Linked DNA regions of Sus scrofa: region 2 is linked to region 1. Evidence: chromatin contacts called from public HiChIP or PLAC-seq data. All regions are on one chromosome and are shown on one strand. Each heading gives the region's core, a stretch centred on a gene start, on an enhancer-like site or on the middle of the called end of the contact. The rest is flanking DNA. Distances are from core to core; before and after follow the strand shown.

Region 1 (4,578 bases), core at 1,542-4,041:
TGTATCAGCATTACATATTTAACAAAGCTAAACTGAACATGAAAACTGAAAACCTTGCTTCCCAAAATTCTGATGTTAAAGAAAAAGAAAAAACAACCTAGAAACTGAGAACCCTAAAAACCATTTGAAGTCACTAAAAACATTCATTTATATATTTTTATTTGTAAATGTGTACATCGGTACAGTGAAACTAAATTTTAGAAGCACTGGATGTCATCAGTTTGGATATCATTAGTTTATTATAAAAGACAGACATTGAAATTATTTACATGATGAAAAGATCTCAGAACTTCAGTGGAATGGGGGCAGCTTCATGTGATGCCATTAGACAGTGACTTGTTTCAGTCTACGTATTTTCCAAGAATGTCACCATCTCTAAATAAGAAATAATCCTGCAAACAGAGAAACCATTAATGAAGAAAACTAACAGCGTAATACTTAACTTGTTAAAATTATTAAGTTTACACACCTTGTCATCCAGAACTACTCTGGTGCCTCCATATTCTGGCAGAAGAACTTTATCTCCAACTTTGACACTAACTGGTTGAATCTCTCCACCCTTAAGAAAATAAGGATATTTATTAGCAAAGACATCTAGTTGACCACACTTAACTTTTATGAATCAATTATGCTCACTCAAATCGTTAAAAAAAGGACTTGGTGCCGAAGTGATATAATTTATACAATCACAGTTTTCCACTCAAACATACTCCTTTAGTAGAATCATACTTCAAATAAAGCACCCGCAATGGCTTAAACCTGATTTCAGTGTAAAAGTACAAACAGTCATACCCAGAAAACGAAGCTTTTTAATTGTTAAACATTAACATAACCTCTCAACTATGTGTAGTCAACCACTTTTTAAACCTCTCAACTATGTGTAGTCAACCACTTTTTAAACCATCATGCACAATGATCGTTTAATTTCTTACATCGTACAAAAACGTGAGTTTCCTGACTTTGAAACATACACTTCTTTTGTGATTCAAATTCCTTTCCTTCAAAGCAGATTTTGGGAGAGGAATTGAAGCTGAGCACCAAAGCCTTCCTATTCCTAACTCCGAAACAGCTCCTTGCTAGAACTTTCTTAGAGGTAAGTGGAACACTTCAGTAAACATAATTGACCCCAAGGGGCATGTATTGTGAATTCTAGCTGACACTTCTAGAGGTCTGAGATCTAACCCTCAACTTGAGAATGGCTAGGATAATCCAGCCAATTTCCTTTATATGACAATTAAAGCAAAAGGTGATTAAAGTATAAGGACAATTTCAATGCGTTAGAGATTAAACCCAGAGCTCAAATTTCCCCTCAAGTCCGAAAGAGCCCCCACAGGTTATCTTTACCCATAACTATGCCTATTGATTTTAACAAGCTGGAACTCTCCCTTCATCACATAAAATAAGCGATTTTACTTCATACACCCACTAAATAATAATCATTAAAATAAATTATCTAAAAAGGACTCCTCCTCTACATTTTACATAAAAATTAGTTCCATTTTAGTCCCCGTTTACCTTTCCTTTAGAGCCTGATCCAACAGCTACTACGGTTGCTTGCAATACTTTTCCTTGAGATTTTTCTGGAAGCATAATGCCTCCTTTGGTTACCGTTTCAGCTGCACTTCTTTCAACTAATACTCGATCAAAGAGAGGAAGAAACTTTCTAAATGCTTGTCCTGCCTGCAGAAAAAAAAAATATTAGACAATGCCAACATTGAGTCTATTAACTCAAAGTAAATACTTCTGAATCTTCAGCTCTGCGTTCTGAGTTTAACTTCCCATTCCCTGGGTCTGTCAGGGTCGTCGTAGCACCTCTGGTCAATATCCAGAGGAACTTAAGGGCAACTTCAGATTACTCCAAGGTCAAGTATCCTCCGTCCTCGGATTTTTCTGGAAACTGCCGGCAAACATTTTAGTCCCTTTGTCTGAAGACATTCTTTTTCCACGACAATTACACACCCACTAATGCCGCGCAGAAGTGGATCGGCCGCCGCCGCGTGTGCATCCGGATTCCCGCCCCCTGACCACACGCTGTCTCACACGCGCGTGCAAATAACCCAAAGCATAGGGAAAAGGTCGGTGGGGCCTCGCTTCTCCAGGATTCGGGTGGGGACCGGTCCCTGACTGACCCCTACCCTGCCTGCTAGGCCCCAAAGAAATAGTCCGTGCGCCCCAGGCTCACGGGTCCCCAGCCACGCGGGACTCACCATGACCCCGGCCACCGCAACTGCTAGCCTGCTCTCAAGCCGCCGCAAGGAAAGACCTGCAGTACTGCCCTCCGTCCACGTGAACTCGGGAAAAGGCCGCCGAGCGCGCAGGCGCGCTCGCCCCCGCCCCCAGCCCCTCCCCGCTAGAGGGGGCGGCCGCACCCGCGCGCGCCGCGATTCGTCTCTTGGGATCTGCGCAGGTCACTGACGCGCGGACCCGGAGGCGGAAGAAAAGACGAGCTTTTTCTAGGCTTTTCTAGGCCGCCGGGCGAGGTGAAAATACTAGCCCTTTGCCCCCCTCCCGGAAATGACGCGCTGTGACCCTTGACCCACACAGAGCGCGGCCCTCCCCGGAAAGTTCTGGAACGGCGCGCAGCCCGGGAACTAGCCTAACTCGGCCAGGGAGGGCTGAGTCCGCCGGCCTGGACTAGCGCGGGCGGGGAGGGGCGGGACTGGTGCCAGGCGCGTGCAGATTGCAGGGCCCGAGCGGACGGGAAGAGGGCGGGAGCCGCCCGCACGCGCTCTGCGGAGGGGCGGGGGGAACGGCGGAGGGAGGAGACACGGGCTCTTTGCTGTGTGCGCCTTGCACTCTGTCCCTCACTCGCCGCCGACGGTCCGTCTCGCTGCCCGCACGCCGTGCCGCTGCCCCGCAGGTACGCGGCGTCCCGCGCCGCCTCAACTCATGCGCCTCGGACCCCGGAGCCGTCCTTCGACTGCTGCCCCGAGAGGGCTGGCGGCAAGAGCCAGAGCTTCCCCACACGGCGCTGCAGGCCCAGGCCCGCTGCGCCAGGCCTCGTGGGTCCTTGCGGGGGCCCATCACGTGCGGTGTGGATAGCTCGCCCGGGCAGGACGCAGCAGGGAGGGCTTGTCCCGGAGTTAGTGTGTAATCTGTGGAGTGTTATGCACATGGTTCCTCCGGTGCAATCCGCTTCTGGCCGGGTGTGGGGGTTCCCTGGAGGGTGGTCGCAGCCCATGGCAACGGCCTGTGACCCTGCGGCCAGCTGGGGTGCCGCGCCTCCAACTTTGACCTTGCTGGGGCGTCCTGATGGAAAGACACGTGGGGCCACGCGGAGTGGGCCGGGCCGCCGCCCCCAGTTTCGCGGCTTTGCCTGCTGCAATGATACAGTAGCCCCGAGTGGATACATGAAGAACCATTTTAATAAGGATATTTGCACTGTCAGTATTTTTTACTTCCCTGGTCATTCGTTTTTCGGGAGACGATCGGCGCGGTTTTGCTCTCAAGGCCACTTTAGCGGTGAAAGATTAACTCGTTTTTCAGCGTCAAGAGTTGGTGGCCATGGGGAAGATGGATGTGCTTTTTGCTAGTGCTGTAGGTCAAGGCTTGGGGCGGCCTCTTAAAGCTTGCGCCAGTAGCGGGTGTTCTGAGGCTGTGGTGTGTTCCCAAGCCCTGGTGTCTAGGCTGGTAGAGGTGAGGTCAGCTCAGCTCACTTCTGGCATTTATTCTGTTTCACGAGGGTCATGTTTGTGTTGTAACACACCACGGGTAGTGCTAATATTGTACTGACGATCTACTTGTTTCTCCCCCAGAAATGCTTCGATTACCCGCAGTCCTTCGTCAGATTAGGCCGGTGTCCAGGGCACTGGCTCCTCATCTCACTCGGGCTTATGCCAAAGATGTAAAATTTGGTGCAGATGCTCGAGCCTTAATGCTTCAAGGTGTAGATCTTTTAGCGGATGCTGTAGCCGTTACTATGGGGCCAAAGGTACCAGTATTCTTATTTTGTTAACTTACAGTATTGTTAAGGAATCCTGTTTTGCTGATGGCAAGAGCCACGCCAAGATACTCAACAGTGCTTTGGTATCCAAAACTACTGCTGCCACATTTGCCAAACTATTTTGTACAAGGTGTGATGTAATCGGATGGTAACTTGTAGCTCAAGATGGATTGTTAAACTCAAGGTGGAATGAATCTCACTTTCTTGCTTGAGTTAAATTTTGGATCCTTTCTCAGTAGTTAGTACCAAGTATACAGGGAAAAATGTTAGTCCACAATGCCTTAAGTATGTGCTTGTAGCTACTAGTTTTACTTGATGTTTTTATGCTATCCCTTCTGTTCCAAAGCACATTTAAAATTTTAAGTCTAGTTTAACAAGTGATTGATGAGTGAGGGGGTAATGAGTAATTTCAAAAAAGATTTTTTTTTTTCTTTTTTTGGTCTTTTTAGGGCCAAACCCTCGACATGTGGAATTTCCCAGGCTAGGGGGTCAAATTGGAGCTGCATCTGCAACCTACACCACACCTTTGGGCAACGCCAGATCCTTAACCCACTGAGTGAGGCAAGGGATCGAACCTGGGTTCTCATGGATACTGGTTGGGTTCGTTAGCACTGAGCCACCAAGGGAACCCCTGA
Region 2 (4,578 bases), core at 533-3,032, 230 kb before region 1:
GACATTTCTCCAGAGAAAATATACAAGCAGCCAAGAGGTACAACATGCTCAACATTGCTAACTATTAGAGAAATGCAAATCAAAACTATGATAAGTTCCCATCATGGCACAGCAGAAGTTAATCCAGCTAGGAACCATGAGGTTGTGGGTTCGATCCCTGGCCTCACTCAGTGGGTTAAAAATCCAGCATTGCCGTGAGCTGTGGTGTAGGTTGCAGACTTGGCTTGGATCCCAAGTTACTGTGGCTCTGGCATAGGCCAGAGGCTATAGCTTCGATCTGACCCCTAGCCTGGGAACCTCCATATGCCACAGAAGCAGCCCAAGAAATGGCAAAAAAGACCCAAAAAAAAAAAAAATAGTCTCTTCTCCCCTTCTAAATTGAAAACAAGGACAGAGGTTTGATCTTGTGCATCTTTTTATGTCTCACAGTATGATGTATTGGACAAAATAGGAACTCTATAACCATGTACTAAGTACTAATCTTACATGATGTATCTAAATTTTAAAATTTTTTTAAATTGCTTTAAGGATTAAGAGTTAAAAGCAGAAAAGAAAATTATCAAACTGCAAATACAGTGTATCATCCTAACACCTTGAATTAGTGTTCCTTCCCTCAGTTGTTGATCAACTTGCGTGTCACAGACTGAACACCTACTATGGTGAATACAGTCTTCAAAAATAAGTGTTTTCAGGCAAAAAAGATTGGGCAAAAGAGACTGTAGTAATATCTACCTAAATCCATCATTACTGCTATAAAAAAAAAATGCCCAAAGAAGATAATGTCTAATGGCACTGAACAGCAAAGTTATTCTCCTCTGGAATATGAATTTTACTTTTAATAGGTTTGTAGTCTCCGTTTCCCACAGATACTGAGAAAATAAGCTTAAATTGTATGCACAAACATATAAAGACTTTTAGGATGCTTTAACTGACCTCCATTCAGTGAAAAAAAAAATATTTCCCATTTTTGGCAAATAATATGAAGAGCTAATGTTTGAACAGAGTAAAAATTAAATACATAACAAATTTAACTCTATATCCTAAAAGTAAAATAACCCAAAGTCAAACTTTTATAATAGAGAATACAAAAGTTATTACTGATGTAATTTTTGACAGGTGTTGCTCCTAATTCTTTAAAATTTTATGTCAAAATGGTTAACATCATGACCTGCTGTCAGAAAGACCCCGGTTAAATCTATAGCTTTAGACCTTGATCAAATTACTTAACCTCCAAATCTCCATTTGCTCACCTGTAACATGATGAATACAGGAGTATCTATTGGAAGGGTTTCTGTGAAAATAAAATGATTAAATGATACTGATTGTAAAGCACTGCGGCTGGCACAAAGCGAGCCCTTGATAAGCTATAATCATCATCGTTACAGAAGTTTATCTAGTTTCTCTTAGAACTTGGTTATACGGGTTACATATATATATATATATATACATATATATATATACTATACTGGCGATATAGGTATATAAGAGGCAGCTAGCTTTTAGAAATAATTTTTACAAAACAGTCTTATTTCAAAGGAAATCCCAGGGCGGCTAGAGCCACTCCAGCCAAGTGGCACAGTCCTCACCCCTCGGGCGCGCGGGTGGCTCCCTCACCGGCCGGCTCCAGAGGCTGAGCGGAGGTCCCGCGGTGCTCAGCCGGCGCGGGCCTGGGGCGGGCGCCGGAGCCTGGACACGGCTGCGGCAGCGAGTCTCGGCCAAGCCGCCCGCGCAGCCCCGCCCGCTCAGCGAGGATGAGTGACGGCGACAACAGGTGCAGAGCGGCGTCCGCGGCTTCTCCGGAGCCCCCGAGTTTGGCGCGTCAGGCCCAGGGGGTCAGACTTTGACTCGGCAAACTGGCCTCCTCGCCCCTCACCAGCCTTCTTCCGAAATCGCCCCTCAGCCGGCTTCTCGCACTTTAGTAAAGCCTGAGGTCACCTCCGCCTCTCTCACCAGTCCCAGACGCCAACTTTCCTCCAAAGGAGAGGAGAGGGAAAGGCGTTCGGTGCATGGAGCTTTGCATAACCGTTCGCTTTCTCCTCCCCAGCCGTCCGAAAGCAGGCAAGCGTGGCTCCAGAACCGAGCTCTCGGTCCGCACACCCCACTCCCGTCCCGACGTGCCGCACGCTCTGCAGCTGAGACGGCCCAGCTCAGCGAGCACCAGCCACAGCCGAAACTCACCCGCCCGCACCCCTCCCCGGCTTACTGCGCCCGCCCGCACCGCTGTCCGCCGCCCAAGGCGAGGTCGCCTGCCTCCCGCCCCCACCCCCCGCCCGACCCCAACCACCCCCGCCCCCCCACCCCGGGTGGCAGGTTCAGGCCCTGGGTCCGAGCCTGAGTCGCTGCAGCTGCCACCGCCGCCGTCGCCGCCAGGGGGAGAGAGTCTCCGTCGGGAAACGGGGGGCTGCTTCTGGGTGTGAAGGTGCTTTCAAACTTTACGGTTTTGTTCCTCTCACCCGGCTTTTGAAGAGCGGAGAAAAAGATGGAGACCGAGTCGGGGTCGGTGAGTACAGTGATCAGGGCCTAGGGTGCTGTGCCCCAGGGTGCGGGGGAGAAAAAGCAACGTGGACTCCGTCCGTGAGGGGCTGGAAGAGCAAGTCTACAGCCCACTAGTTCATCGGGAAGAAACGTGAACAGGGAGCCCCATCGACTTCCACCAAGAGCAACCCGCCTGTAGGCCTGTGGGGTTGTGTCCTGGGGTTGGCAGGGTGTGGCCAAAGGACCTGGACAGGTGTGGACGGGCTGAGGGACCTCAGAAACGGCCAGGAGGTTTGGGGAGGCGGTGGGTGGCTAGGCCCCGTGCACCAGATGGGGTCCAGGCTAGAGAAACAGTTTTCCCGCCGAAACTTGACTAGGCTGAGTCTTCAGTGCTCACTCGAGCGGTACTCCACCCAGCAGCCCATGGGAGGAGTTGCTGGGGCGACTGACGCCTCCACTCCCGGAATGGTCAGCGGAGACCAGAAGGCCTGAGAGACCTGAGGGGGACCGGGTAGGGAGGACCTGTACTCAGGTGGGACCCAGACACTGTAGCACCGGGTGCGCGCCCAAGCTGGTCAGGCCTAGCGGGGGAGGGGCGGGAGACCGAGTAGGCCCGAGACGCTGTGGCAACGTGCCGCCGCGCCCCGCCCCGCGACCCGCCGACAGCCAATCAGCGCGCTCCACGCCAGGGCCGCGGGGCCTGATGCACACGAGGCCGGCGTCAGGCTCGGTGCCGTTGAGGGTTCCCGAGGGTTCCCGCCACTGCTGCTGGCGGATTTGCTGGGCAAAATTTCTCGCTGGCTAGCTTTCTTTTCCCTCCCGCACTTTGGTGGGGAGGGGGTGGATCCTCGAGTCAGTGCTCAAGTTCACGATGACCCCAGAGAACCCGAGGAAGTTGTCGCTGCGGCCGTTTCCCCCAGCGCCTCAGCTTTCTGGCCTCGGAGGGGAAGGAGCACGGAGGCCGTGACTGCGACGGTTAGCCCACCCTCTTCCTGTTGTCTTCGTCGGCAAAGTAGACGATAGTTTTCGAGGTTAATTCTCAAGTGGCGGAGGCAGAGGGGGCACATTATTTGGGAGGAAATTTTAAATAAACTCTTTAGTACTAGAAGTTTTACTAAGCTAAGAACCCTTATGTCTAACCCCAAAACCGCACCCATCTAGGAGCTTTTCATATATTCGCAAAATTATTGACAGCAGAATTTGAGGCTTTTATTACCTCAATGAATTGCTAGCCTTCTCTAAAGAACTTCGATGTTGCCTGTACCTGAGCCTTGTTACTGCCAAAATTAATATTGTGTTCTTCAGCCCACAAGCTAATGGTTAGCATATCATGAACAGGAAGAAATTATTCATTTATTCATTGGTTCAACAAATATTTGAACACCCTCTTTACCTACTTTAGATGTCGCAGAAACAAAACAGGCAAAATCCCCTTCTTTCGTGACGATTACATTATAGAGGGAAAGACATAGTAAATAAATTATATAGTATGTTGGAAAGTGGTAAGGAGAAAAAGCAGTTAGAAACCGCACTAGAACAGGAGCCTTAGAAACTGGAGAATGAAGTGAATGGGATATAAACAACTGGTGTTTTTCTTTCCTCAGTATAACTGATTTCTCAAGATTGGAAATAAAGCACTCTGTTCTCTTCCATTCATGTCATTCCTCTCATGGAAAAATAATAAAGACTGAGTTTTGCAAATGGGTAATTTCTACATTCTCTAAACAGGCAGAAAGAAGAGATTGTATTAATTAGAGCTGTTCTGTTATCTCTGGCAATACAAATCCATGGTAGAAAAGTAAAACTGAGCATCCCAGGATCTTCCAACCTGGGCACTATGTCTTAATTAAAATGGCTGAAGTTATGAATAACTTACACATGCCCAGAGAGGATGCTGTTAAGATGGGATTCCCAATTTCATTAACTGACATCTACAACATAGCAGTTATTAAATATGATAACTTTGTGGTTTAATAGATGTTTTTATGAACTTCTTTACTAGGAGAGTGTTTTTCACCCTTGTGGAGAGTAGCCCATAAGTCCATTCCATAGCCCCCATAGGCACCAATGATCTAGTCCTTTCTATGTACATATTGCAGAGAT

What was found. HiChIP or PLAC-seq counts read pairs in DNA pulled down with a chosen protein or histone mark.
Region 2: a contact with region 1 is called in an H3K27ac HiChIP or PLAC-seq map of skeletal muscle. The contact joins the promoter of BOLL here to the promoter of HSPD1 in region 1. A contact is called at or near these places in 1 of 47 Hi-C or Micro-C datasets (embryonic fibroblasts) and 2 of 2 datasets of contacts at active chromatin or transcription factors (alveolar macrophages and skeletal muscle).

Annotation. Positions count from the first base shown.
Region 1 is chr15:101,371,711-101,376,288 of Sscrofa11.1, reverse strand. HSPD1 (heat shock protein family D (Hsp60) member 1) reads left to right here and starts at 2,791. Exons shown (of 12, transcript NM_001254716.1): 1 at 2,791-2,860; 2 at 3,756-3,931. The coding sequence starts at 3,758. HSPE1 (heat shock protein family E (Hsp10) member 1) reads right to left here and starts at 2,270. Exons shown (of 4, transcript NM_214307.1): 1 at 2,208-2,270; 2 at 1,516-1,680; 3 at 470-559; 4 at 143-392. The coding sequence starts at 2,210. The coding sequence ends at 342.
Region 2 is chr15:101,599,436-101,604,013 of Sscrofa11.1, reverse strand. It overlaps BOLL (protein boule-like), which reads left to right and starts at 1,782. Exons shown (of 11, transcript XM_021075731.1): 1 at 1,782-2,500. The coding sequence starts at 2,480. It also overlaps a transcript of PLCL1 not described here.